2 separate regions of the Mus musculus genome follow, and region 1 is linked to region 2. Evidence: chromatin contacts called from public HiChIP or PLAC-seq data. All regions are on one chromosome and are shown on one strand. Each heading gives the region's core, a stretch centred on a gene start, on an enhancer-like site or on the middle of the called end of the contact. The rest is flanking DNA. Distances are from core to core; before and after follow the strand shown. Region 1 has its middle 42 kb from the start of Gm30143. Region 2 has its middle 29 kb from the start of Ankrd60.

Evidence for each region. HiChIP or PLAC-seq counts read pairs in DNA pulled down with a chosen protein or histone mark.
Region 1: a contact with region 2 is called in an HNF4G HiChIP or PLAC-seq map of pancreatic cancer cells. The contact joins two enhancer-like sites. A contact is called at or near these places in 4 of 484 Hi-C or Micro-C datasets (bone marrow-derived macrophages, cerebral cortex, embryonic stem cells and 1 more), 1 of 115 datasets of contacts at active chromatin or transcription factors (pancreatic cancer cells) and 1 of 9 other capture datasets (embryonic stem cells).

What each region holds. Positions count from the first base shown.
Region 1 is chr2:173,973,524-173,979,939 of GRCm38.p6, reverse strand. No RefSeq gene overlaps it. Among named protein-coding and RNA genes, the nearest start is that of Gm30143, 42 kb to the left of the region's middle. Within about 2 kb of position 2,214, at least 58 of the 459 cell types and tissues checked have an H3K27ac peak or open chromatin away from gene starts, as enhancers often do. A contact at or near this core is called in pancreatic cancer cells, where this site is marked.
Region 2 is chr2:173,603,872-173,609,796 of GRCm38.p6, reverse strand. It overlaps the pseudogene Ppp4r1l-ps. Among named protein-coding and RNA genes, the nearest start is that of Ankrd60, 29 kb to the right of the region's middle. Within about 2 kb of position 1,321, at least 40 of the 459 cell types and tissues checked have an H3K27ac peak or open chromatin away from gene starts, as enhancers often do. A contact at or near this core is called in pancreatic cancer cells, where this site is marked.

The DNA of each region.
Region 1 (6,416 bases), core at 965-3,464, 370 kb before region 2:
TCTGCATGCAAGAAGCTGAGCTTTTTGGCTTCTAGGGATAACTTTCTGACCTCACACAGTTGTTTTAGCCTAGGCTGGAACTCCTAGTTCTTCTGCCTGTACTTTTCTATACGCTGGGATGGCAGAAATAGGTAGCTTTGGAATCGCCAAGTATCAAATTCAAACATTCTCGAGTTGTGGTATACAGGGAAGACAGTGAGTGGGAGTCTGAAAAGGCTGTGAGTCCCTCACAGGAGCTTTACCCCAAATGAGATGCATTTAGTAAGCATCCTTCATGATCCTGTGAAAAAAGACCATGGCCTCTTGACCACCAGACCCAAAGCCTGACTAGACCCTGCAACCAACTAACCAACACTGGTTCCGCAGCACTGCAGCCCAGTTCAGATTCAAGCGGCAAGCATTCAGGACTGTCCGTGTCCCTATTTGCTAAGCTGGAACTGCAGGATGAACTGGACCTATAGGAAGAATAACCTCCAAATAAAAGGCCCAGTGAGCTACATTTTGTCCAACTGCTCCTTTGTGGAAGGTTTCCCTGCTGCCCCTGAGGCACACTCACCGGTGGGTTTTTGGGTTTTTTTTTGTTGTTGTTGTTGTTGTTTGTTTTTTGTTTTTCTATTCTGGTCAGTACCAATTATAGCTTCTGTATGTTCTAGTGTTTTCTGTGAAGAGACCTGTGTGGACTCTCTTCCTGACAGTCGTCTATGGAGTGCTAAGATGGGTTTTCTGACTGAATAACAATCTCTCCAAATCCCTGGGTCCACAGGCAGGTTTTCTTCCTTCCCTCTTTCAGTATCCTTTGTGTATGTGTGTGAATGCATGTATGTGTGTGCATTCATGCATGCATACAGGTGTGTGTCCATATGCATGTTCATGTGTGCTATGGCATACTCGTGGGGGTTAGGGAACAACTCCCTGAACTCAGTCCTCCCTTTCCACTGGTTCCACAGGCCATACTTACACCTCCAGGTTTGTGCATTTTTGCAAGAGCCTTTACCCACTGAGCCATCTCATTAGCCCTTAAAGAGGTATGTGTTGTATCAGGACACACCAATGCTGAAGAACACAGGACCATTTCAGGAGGGTAGGGCTGGGAGGTGGTTAGACCACTCCATATCTGAACCCTAGATGTCTGCCCTAATTTCACAGAGCTGGTGGCTTCCAAGATCATCACAGTGAAGGAAGCAGGAAGGAATGTGGGGTGGGAAGAAGCATAGAAACTGCCTTTTTTTCCTGCTCTGTCGGCACATTTATAACAAAATTGTAACTGTATAATGTTATGGTATTATTTAACTGACGTGTGTACTTTGGAATGTTTATAGCCACCATAAATCAAGAGGCCGCCAAAGCAGGGCAGTGGCCACAGGTAGACATTCCAAGGAAAACGTATGAAATAAGTAATGCAATCACAGAGCACCCACGTTCCAGCCCCAGCCAGAGATCGGAAAATGAAGCAGCCGTTGTCCAAATGCAGGCACCCCCAAAATGAGTTTTCTGGGAATGGAGGTGGCTGCGGCCTCCTCGCAAGCTCTCAGTGAAGATGCGGAGTGAGGACGGTTATTAAACCAGTAAGAACAAAATGGCTGACCCCAGAGAACACCTGGCTCTGCAGGCCCTGCTGCTGAGCTTAGTGACAACCCTCAGTGGCAGTAGCTTCCTATGCTGGGAGCTGGATCGTGATGGTATTTATTTCCCTATTTATGACTTCTGCCCAATTTACATTATCTAAAGAGAAGGATTTGCACTCCCTAAGGCATAAAATCCTATGGATTTACAAACTGTTCGATGCCTGCCCTCAGTAATTTTTTTTCGGGGCTTAAACTACTTTTATATCTTGACCAGTGGCTTGTAAAATGCACATCAAAATGAGTTCTGGCTAGATAAGGATCTGGCCATTAAAACTCTGTGGGCCCTTGGTCTGAAGGCAGCGGCCGTGCAATCCTCAGGACACTGTCGCTATTCTTTAATCCCCGGAGCTCTCATGCCTAACCTCACAGTGGGGAAGGTGAGCCCTGAAACTGGAGGTTTTGTTCGTTTTAAGTGTTTGCAAAACACCTTAGAGCCCCTCTGTCGGCCTTTGGGCCTTCAAGGCAAAAAAGTATAAGCTTAGGTGGTAAAAAAGAAAGCTAAAAGTTAAAAATTAACAAATAGGGATTAATCACACCCCAGAGGGCAGCAGGCTGTTTTTCCTCTTCTTGGACAGGTTGTATGATCTAACACACTGGAAGAAAATGCCCAGGTTGTTTCTCCCGGTGCCAGAGAGGATATAGTCTAGGGGAGTTTCTACCCATTCCACTTTTGTTGAGTTCAATTTTTCTCTGTTTATCAACTCAGGAATGTGGACGAATTTAGGATTTTCAGATGTAAGGGTCTGGCAGGGTAGGAAACTGGTGGTGCCGGGCTCTCTTTATTCAGGAAGATTCCAATTTCAGGGCCTGTCCAGGCTACGGGTGTGATTAGGAACAGCCCAGGCAACTTAGCCTAGTCTCAACATCAAAAGCAACAGGGCCCACAGGGCTCGGGCTGTAGATCTTTGGCTGAGTGAGAGACCTTGCATTCTAGCCCCAGTAACAAATGGAAGTAAGGGGGAGGGAGGGGAAGGGAGGGAGAAAAGAAAAGTAGGAGGGAGGGAATTTCCAACTGCTGCCTTGAGGCTCTGAAAATGGCTTTAAATTTTTAAAATAAGATAGAGCTCCTAAACCCGTAGCAAGGAACATTTACAAAGAGCTATTGAGAACGGAGACCCTGGGCACCTCTCAGTCTTTTACAGTCCCTCCATGCACCGAGATTCTGATCCTAAAAAACTACCTTCAGAGCATCAACAACAACAAAATCACAATAATCTCAAACTCTTGGCCTAGAATTTATATTTTAGCCTGGCACCGAAATAAAAACAAACAACAACAACAACAACAACAACAACAAATTGTCACATTCAACTTCTTTTGGGGGAACCTCTCATGCCCAAACCTCTGTAGGCTTGGGAGTCCTTTTTTTTTTTTTTTTGGTAAGGCTAGGGCAGGGGGATTTGATGGATGGCCCTCTCCTGGGGTGGGGGAGGTATCATCTGATGAGGCTCCAGCAGCCAGGATGGATGCACTTCCACCCTTCCTCCCTGCCCCTTGCAGCCTTGCTGTCTGCCCCTGGATGGGAAACAACAGTCCTGCTTAGCATCCTGCTTCTTCTAAATGAGACAGATAGGGATTGAGACAGTAGAACTCCAGGTGTTGGCGTTTGAGCCATTAGATTATAATTATGTTTTAAGAAAACCACTGCAAAAGCAAAAATAAAATTGAAAAAAACCTAACCCCCTAGAATTTAGATTTAGCACCCCCTCCCCTTTGTCCTCTGTCTGACTCCTCGTGTGGCCTCTCTCACCAGCCCTAGATGATTTATTATTTCAGAGACCCAGAGGGGACACAGCCCTGCCACTCTGTAAAGGTCACACTGTTAGTAGAGACTTTATCTGGGTCAGAGGCTGCCCTCGCATACCAGGGAAAAGCCCTCTATGAAGTTAATGAACAACCAGCCAGAGCAGGTCTGTGGCCAGCATTGCCGTGGTAGAGAATGGCTGGCCTTGTGGTGATCCAACTTCTGCACCACCCACCCACTCCTAACAGAGAGATTCCTGTTTTTATCACATCTGCAATGCTGGACCCACCCTGGGAATTCACTCTCCACGGAATGGTGTCTTTACAAAAACTCATTTAGCCCAGGCAGGCTTTCATTTTTTTTCTTCCCTGGTTGGGGGGTGGTCTCCATCTGAAGGAGAGAGAAGAAGGTTGACCTTGATGAGCAAACTACTGTCCCCAGGGTATCCAGGTTGTATCTAGGTTGGAATTTGGGGCCCATTCAGTATATAAGTAGTCACCTAGACATAAAAGGTCAAAAGTAGACAAAAGGCCAACTCCAAGCTGCTCCCCTCCCTTGTCTGACCACAAGGCAAGTGTTCTGAGAGTGTTGGGATTGAAAGAGCCTTAACAGCCCTTAGCATGCACCCCATCATGATGATCTTGGAGAGGGGAGCCTCATCTATAGAGACCACAGCCAAGGCTCACACTAACGAGCAGACTACATGATAAAACATCCACAAGGTGATTCATTATGAAGTCGGGGTGCCCCAAGCCCCTACAACCCCCATTCTACTTTTGCTGGAGGAACTTAGTCACAAGCTGGGGAGCTGGCCTAGTTGGCAGAATTCTATACAAGTGTTCAGACCTGAGTTTGGATCCCTAGAACCTGCATAAAAAGCTGGGTACAGTTTGTATACCTGTAACCCCAGTGCTGGGGAAGTGGAGACAGGTAGATGCCTAGAGCTGACTGACCAGCCAACCTAGCCTCACAAGTTCAGTGAGAGGTCCTGTCTCAAACAAAACAAAACAAAACAAAACAAAACAACTGAGAAAGATACCCACCTCTGTCATTATACACACACATGCACACAAATGCATAGCAGTACATACATGAACAAGTATGCTTTGTGTGTACCACCACGTACACACAAAGGACTCGACCTAGAAGGCCAGATTGCCCCTGTAAAGCTTGCTTCAGCCAATACCTCTTAAACAGGTGTAAGAGGAAGTGATATGAAAGGGCTCCATTTCTGACAATCACTCTCAATTCTATCAATAAATGCCCACAGTGCTAGCTAGAGTCATAGCTCAGTGGTAGAGAGCTTGCCTAGTATACATAAGGCCCTAAGTTCAATCCTCCAGCACTCTCAAAACACAAAATAATAAGTGCCAATAAACACCAAACCTAGCATTCTCCTTATTCCTTCTGCCCGTGAAGAGTGTTGAGAAAGACAAGGGAGATGAGCTCACAACTCCAGAGCAAGAGATGCTGAGGCTGGGCTGCTGGGTCTCATCGGGTAGTCCTTTTGTGCAATGCCTAGGCTCACTCTGTATGGGTAGAGGAAGGAGCCATCACAAGAATTACAGCACACACAGAGTTCCATCTTCTAGAAGGCTTTGCTTTGAAAGGACAGTAAAGGTGGCTCAGCAGAGGACATTTTTATAATGGTCCCTTCCCTCCCGGGATGTCAAGGGAGATTCTGCACTTAGAGCACTGCCTTCTTTATGGCAGTAAACCGCACCTGCAGCTATGTGTCCTCCAGACTCAGCTTCCTGCCCAGGCTTACTCTGATTTTTAGAGAATCCTTAACAACAGCAGAAAATGGAGGAAGGTCTCTCCTGAGCAACAGGACAAAAGTTGGACATTAAAAAAAAATCTCGTAACAGAAAGTTAATGCTGTCATTGTAAAATCACCCAGAGAAGACCTGGTGAGTTCTCAACAGCCTACTACTTTCTTCTTCTTGAAGCAGAGAAGAGAGGATAGGGTTAGAATGGAGAAAACAGAAAACAGCAGGATTGGGTGGTTAAGGCCTAAGTCATTCCAGCTTCTCAGGAGACTGAAGCAAAATAATAATATTAGTAATAACTAACAATAAAATAAAAACCTCAAGTTCAAAGTCTGCCTGGGTTACAAAGTAAGCTCAAGGTCAGTTCATTAGACTCTCCCTGAGCCAAAATTGAAAAGTGAGCAGGGAACTGTGCATGTAGCTTAGTAGAGTACTTGCCTAGCATGTCTGAGGTCCTATGCTCCATATTCAGTAATGAATAAACAAATAAAATTTAAACTACAGTCTACCTAATTACATTCACTCCTATCATCAGATAGGGAATCCCAGATGTATTTTTCAAAAGCTCTTATCAAAGGGGGACAATTGCTGTTCAAACTGCTTACAAATGCCCCAGAGAGACACTCTAGGGCTGCCCCAAGTACCAAAACCAGCCAGTACTTCTGAGGAGAACACTCAGATCTCAGGGTCTCAGTGGCAAGGAAGTGGATGGGTAGAAGTATTCTGCAGGGAAATGGGACTCTTCTAAGGTCATGGGGTGAGTTAGAAAGAAAGAACTAGCTTCAGGCCAGTACCTAACAGGCAGAGTCCTATAAACAAGGTGGCTCTAGGGACCAGAACAAAGAAAGTGGGTTATAAATCTACTCTGTGAACAGCTATGGCTATTTCCTCTGAAAATGCAAATTGCAGGCTTCTGAGAGGGAGGGGAGGCCTACAGTGCCCTTCAGAGGTGTACTGGTACCCTCAGACAAAAGCCCAAGTCCTTAACTGGGCCCCAGAGCCAGATTGTACTAGCCTGACCTGAGACATCTAGACCCCATACTAGCTCCCTATCTGGAACCCCCACCCCCATCATCCTATGTTTGCACTCCAGGTACAAGGCCTCTTTGGGGTTCTCTGTCTCTCTGCATGTGTTTCAGTTTGCCAAGTGTCTTTAACCTGGGTCAGAGCTGAGCTCACAGTTGTCAGTACATGGACCATGCTTTTCCTGGTGAGTTAGAGGAGATGGGGGTTACACACAGAATCATGCACCCTTTAAAAATATTATTTATGTTTATT
Region 2 (5,925 bases), core at 72-2,571:
GCCTCAGACAGCTGAGTGTTTGTGCACATGTTTGCTGTGTGTTCTGTCTTCTGTGTTCCCGGATCTGCCACATGGCCCCAGGGAGAACATAGTTGAGAAGCAGCGACCTCCAGGGGCTGCCACTGGGGCAGGCTGGGGGTGCAGAATACAAGGGGACAGGAGAGGTCAGAGTCCTGCAGACTGGCCCTGCTTGCTACCCTTCCCGATGGCTTTCCTGTCTCCTCTGGCTTGGCTGTTGGCAGACCAGGCAGTCCTAGTGTCGAGTAGCCTTTGTGGCCACAGCCTTGGGCCTTGCCCTCTTGTGCCCTGCTATGGAGTGACCATCCGTGACAAGGTCTGTTCACTTCTGGGACCCGTTACAATTTTCTTGCCTTCCTCTCCTGACAGTGAACTGTTCTCTATAAAAATGGGAATTTTAGGTGCTTTCGTCTCTAGCTGCCACTGGTGCCTTTGCACCTGATGCTGATCCATAGTGGCCTTGGGTGCGAAGCATCGCGTGTCTGCAGTACGCGCCGCTGTGGTGAGGCCCAGGCTTGTACAGCAGCAGAAGCTGTCTCTCACTCTGACACCTGGCCCAGTGGGCCAGACGTGTGTCCATTCACCAAGCCCCAAGAGAATAAATGTCCTGTCACCCGCTGCCTGTGCTGATGGTGCGCTGAGGACAGCGGGCACCTCAGACATGGTACAACCCTCCATTGTCACCCTCTGCAAGTCACATGACAATTATGAAAAATACACAAAAATGTACATACGGGAGGAATGGTTGCACCAAGAGGCTGGGGCTCCCTCAGGCAAGAGGGGGGGGTGGTTAAAGGGCAGACCCAGAGGAATATGGAGAGTGCGGTGGGAGGCCTGCCTCCATCCTGAGAAGGCATCTACCCCATCTCCTGTTTCACCTTCCACCATTTTCCCTCCAGGTCAGAAAACCCAGCCAGGAAGCGCTACTGGCCCTTCTGGAGCAAGGTCTCATTTCCCAGTGTGACATTGAAGGCTAAGTATGTCCTGCTCTGCTGGAGCGGTCTGCTCCCAGCCGTGATGATGAATGCAGGAAGGAGGCCATGAGCGTAAGTCTTCCTTGGGAGTGGCTTGCACAGCTGGTGGCTAATTCAGGACTTGAATTCTCACAGGAGTTGAACTTCAGGCATGCACCATTCTCTGAGTTAGATGGTCAGAGTTTATTCAGGAAAGTTTCATGGGTAACCTTGATCCTGTCTTTAGACATGCTCATTCTTGGAGTACCAGGGCTGGAGGAGTCTCAGCCAAGTGAGTGCCAGTCACCAGCCACTTACACTGTTGACACTGCTGCTGGGCGGGATGCCCAGTCTTACAGTAAAGCTCAGTCTAGAGGCGTGGGGCCCACGATGGTGTATGAGGTAATGTGTTACACAGTACTTAGTAAAAAAAAACCCTTTGCTATATCTAATGTGTTATATAAACATGTTAGACCAGGAGGGGTGTGAGCAGTAAGCAGTCCCTGATGGGTGGGGTGGCAGCACACTTGGAGGGGCAGAGGTGTGTGCTCAGGGGCCCTGCCAGCTTGGTTTTCCATGTAGCATCCAGTGGTAGCAGGCTGCATACCACTATTAAGGGACTGTATAGGCAGCCAGGGCTTCCTCCTTCCTCCTTCTTCCTTGGTAGGTGGTGAGCGTGCTGGCTTCTGCTGTACTTACCCAGTGCCCCAGCCCGGCCTTGCTTGTTCTCTGTGTTCAGGGACCATCATGAGCCATCTCATTTCCTTTGGCAGCTGCCCCTTCACTGCCCTGTACAGATGAGGCTTGTGTGCTTGACCCCTTCCTCGAATTATGGCTCAGAGCTGCAGGATTGGTCCAGCCTTTTAGGAAATAATTTTGCATAAATGGTTTTAAAATCCTAGGCCTGGGTGATGAGCACAGGGTGAGCAGAGAGCTGGTCTCTTGTTCAGAGAGGAATGACGTGAGAGGAAGGAATTATCTCCTTCCCCAAAGTGCAAAAGCATTATACGCCATGTAGCTAAAAAATTATATTGCAGTGTCAGAACATTTGGCAATTATTCTTCATTTATATAAAAGTGTTTTTTCAACTATGCGTTAAAGGTCTAGATTTTTAAACTAATTTAATTTTTTGCATATTCCATATGTTTATAAGATGAATCAGTCTGAGGAATAATTGATTATTAAAATTCAAATTCTCCAGGGTTCTTTTATAAATTTCAAGTTTCTCTAAAAGAAATTTAATTTACTTTGCAAAATGAACCTGGATAATAGCATTTAGTCGGGGTGTTTGGCAGTTGAGCAGTGAACTTTGCCAAGTAGATCTCCGTTTTCATTTAGAACTCTGTCCAACGGGTTTCCAAGGTCACAGCTGGCACTCAAACACCTTATCCCTAAAGACTGGCAGTGCCGAGGGCACCAGAGCCGAAAGCATTGCTGCAGGATTCACTTTATTTTGTCTCCAAATACTCCATTCTTATCAGCAATGTCTGTCCCAGCCCTCAGCCATTTGGAATATAAAGCAAGCCTCCCGTGGAGTAGACAGTCCGATCCCACAGCGAGGGCATTTGCAGAAGAAACTGCTTTCTGGCTTGTGACTCTGAAGCCCTACTATGCACCGCTTAGCTCTGCTCTCTTGTGTCTGGAGGGCTTGCTTACCTTTCCATGGACCCCACAGGAGAAGGAGGTATTGTGCTCTTTGCCCCAGCTGTGCTTTGGTTCAGTTCTTTTCCTGGAGCCTGGAAGTTAGGGGGGTCCTGAACACCAAGAGCTTGGGGGCTGCCATCTTCTCAGCTGGGAAGTGGAGGTGTGTGTAGCATGAGGTGCTTTTATTTGAGGAGTACAGGCCCACGTATGTGTTGTGGAGCTCCCCAAACAGAATGTTGTCTGGTTCTGTGGGTAATACCCCAAAACGCTGTGGTAAATACTCAGGAAGCCCTTGGCTTACAGATGATGGAAGCGGCTCTCTGGGTTCTGTGTGCCCTGTGTTTGGATATTGGGACATCTGTATACACATCAGCACATGCCAACTCAGAAGGAGGCTGCTCTGCGGGAAAGGACTTGTCACATGGAAAACACACACATCTGTCTTCTCCTCAGTTTTCATTCTCGTTGGGAATCGTAATCAGTCAATTGTGATGCCAGCAGCTTAGGTGCCTGTATGACGGGGACCGTTACCTCGCCTGCAGTACCAGTTAGACCACGCAGCCTTCCTGTGGAGACCAGGGCTCAGTTCTTGGTAGATCACCTGTGTACTCACAGTGCTTTGTTCACATCTTTCCCGACACCCGATCACTGTTAGTGACACTCTCCTCTCTGTCATCACAGGCTGCTGCATGTCCATCTCCTTTCACTTAGCAGTTGAGTTATAAAGTCCCATTTACCTGTCCCTTGAAGTGGCAAGCTCTGACCTGGGGTCACTGTGGCCTTGTGCCATCAGCACCCAGCACAGGCCAAGCCCAGAGCCCGTGCTGAATAAATGTTAGTTGTCGGATGAATGGATTGGTAAAAACGGCGAGAGCTGTATCTTGTAATTATATCTAGACAGGATAAACAGGCCACTGGAGACCAATTATAATTCCTCTTGCTTGCAGGGAGGCCATTAGCATTCTGCGATTATAACTAATTGTCAGAAGCCTGGTTTTCTCTCAACACGTTTTCACAGTAAGGCTTCCTCATTTTTTGTCGTCATCCCTATTTTGAGCTCATTTTTATTTGTGCATTTATTTAAGAAGAATGCTGTGGTTATGGGCTGTAAAGAATAGTTGGCTCCAAGCAACTCAGTGAAGATCGCCATTCCACACATGTGGTTCCCAGGGCTGCTGGGATGTCATGTCTCGTCACTGTGTGCTGCCTTCTAATGACTCTGGATTTGTCTTATATGGTGTAGTAATAAGGTCATGTGGGTGTGGTGGTCGAGAGGAGTGGAAAGAGATACAGGGAGCTCTTTAGTTGCCCGTTACCCTGGATACAGAGGTCTCACATCCTCATTTATTGTGGCTGTCACTGAACAACTCTGCTCAGCGTTACATCAGAAGTCTGTGTCCTCAGAGCTTGAAGGCAGAGAGAGGCCTTTTCCTTATTTGTGTTCTGGGCTTGGATTACCCTTCCCTCACCCCAATTAGATTTCTCTCTGTGTGTGTGTGTCCCGCTTTGCTTGTCTGTGTACAAATTCTCAACAGAAGATGGCTATATTACCCACCCAGAATTCTTTACTGTACTCTAGCAGTGCTGTGTCCCTGAGAAAGATGGAGCTTGGAGAGAAAATGCTTCCCTCCCTCCCTCCCTCCCTCCCACTCTCTCCCCCTCCCTTTCTTCCTTCCTTCTACTTTTTCTTGTTTACTTATTTTGAGATATTCTTTCTAAACATTTGGAGATAGCTTTTTTTTTTTTCTTTTTTTTCCTTTTTCGAGACGGGGTTTCTCTGCATAACAGAATGCTGGCTGTCCTGGAACTCACTTTGTAGACCACTCTGATCTTGACCTCACAGAGATCTGCCTGCCTCTGCCCCTCAAACTGATGGGATTAAAGGTGTACCTCACCAGGCCCAACAGGAGGTAGCTTTTGATTGAGCTTACAGGAGAGTTAGAAGAATGGAAGCTGTGTTCTCCCTCCCCCTTCTCTAGGAGCCTGTCACTTTGGTTTGTGTCATCCTTTCTTCTCTGTTCACACACACACACACATGCATGTATACATATGTGTGTAAAGCATGTGTGTACATGTGCACATATGTGTGTGTGTGTCTATACACACACATATGAGCCATTTGAGACTGACTTGGAGACAAGATCATTTGACATTACGCAATACAAGAGCGTTGAAGTCTCTCTTGGCCCTGAGTCCTCCTGTCTCCAGTGTCCTGACCTTAAACACTTTCTGAATCTTTAGATCTTGTAACCTGGGAGGTCTTGACACAGTGTAGGCCAGTTCCTTGGTAGAATGTCTTCCATCTTGGCACTGCCTAGTGTTTCCTTCAGGCCTCATGTTAGCCTCTGTTTCTTTGACAGGACTGTGGTAGACATGACATTCTCTGGCTCTGTCACAGCAGGAAGCTCAGGCCCCAAACCCTGTGATGTTGGTTTAGGTGTAGTGAGAGTCAGGCGAGTGCCTTGCTTCTCCACCGCGCCCACTGCTCTTTCCCACCTCACTGGGATTCGAGAAGCAGTCTTCAGAGAGGTTTTGTGTAAGTCTGTGGCCCCTTCGCCCTCTTACATTCTTGTTACTTCTCCAGTCAGATCTGTGGCTCTGGAGTTTCCTTTGACATGGCATGGTTTTGGTAAGAAGATAAGGACTTCATTTTTGTATGATCTTCTGTGTCATTGGGTAAGTTGGGTATGTAAGAAAGCTGGCTGACTTCATCTCCAGTGTGAGGTTCAGTGGTGTCTGCTCGCTGCTTCTCGCTGTGGTTCTCAGTTCAGCCTGAGAGGTGCAGCCTTCCTTCCTACCTTTCCCTCCGCTCTACTTCCTAGAGCTCAGCTTTCTTGGATTGCTCTAACATGGTGAAAACGGAAACATTGCTCTTTAACATTGTCTTTTTCTGCTGTGTTTAATGTAGCAGGTTCAGTGTTTATATCCTTCTAATTTATTTACCTTTGTCATCAAGGAGAATTCTTTGCATTTAAAAGTTTCTCCTTTTATGAGTCTATGATTGAGTCTCTTCTGTCTAGACTCATGGGTTATGTCTTTTAATTGGCATACTTAATCCGGTTTGCTTAATATAGTTGTTGACATCTTTGGATTTATTCCTACCCTCTTGCTATCTGTTTTTCATTTTTCTTACCAGTTTTTGTTCTTTTGTTAAATTCTTTCTTTGTGTAGTGGAGTAACTGAATGCTTTTTAGAATTTTAATTTTAGGATTTAGATTTTTTTTTAAACCACATGATCATCTCATTAGATGTTGAAAAAGCATTTGACAAAATGCAACATCCCTTCATGTTAAAAGTCTTGGAAAGATCA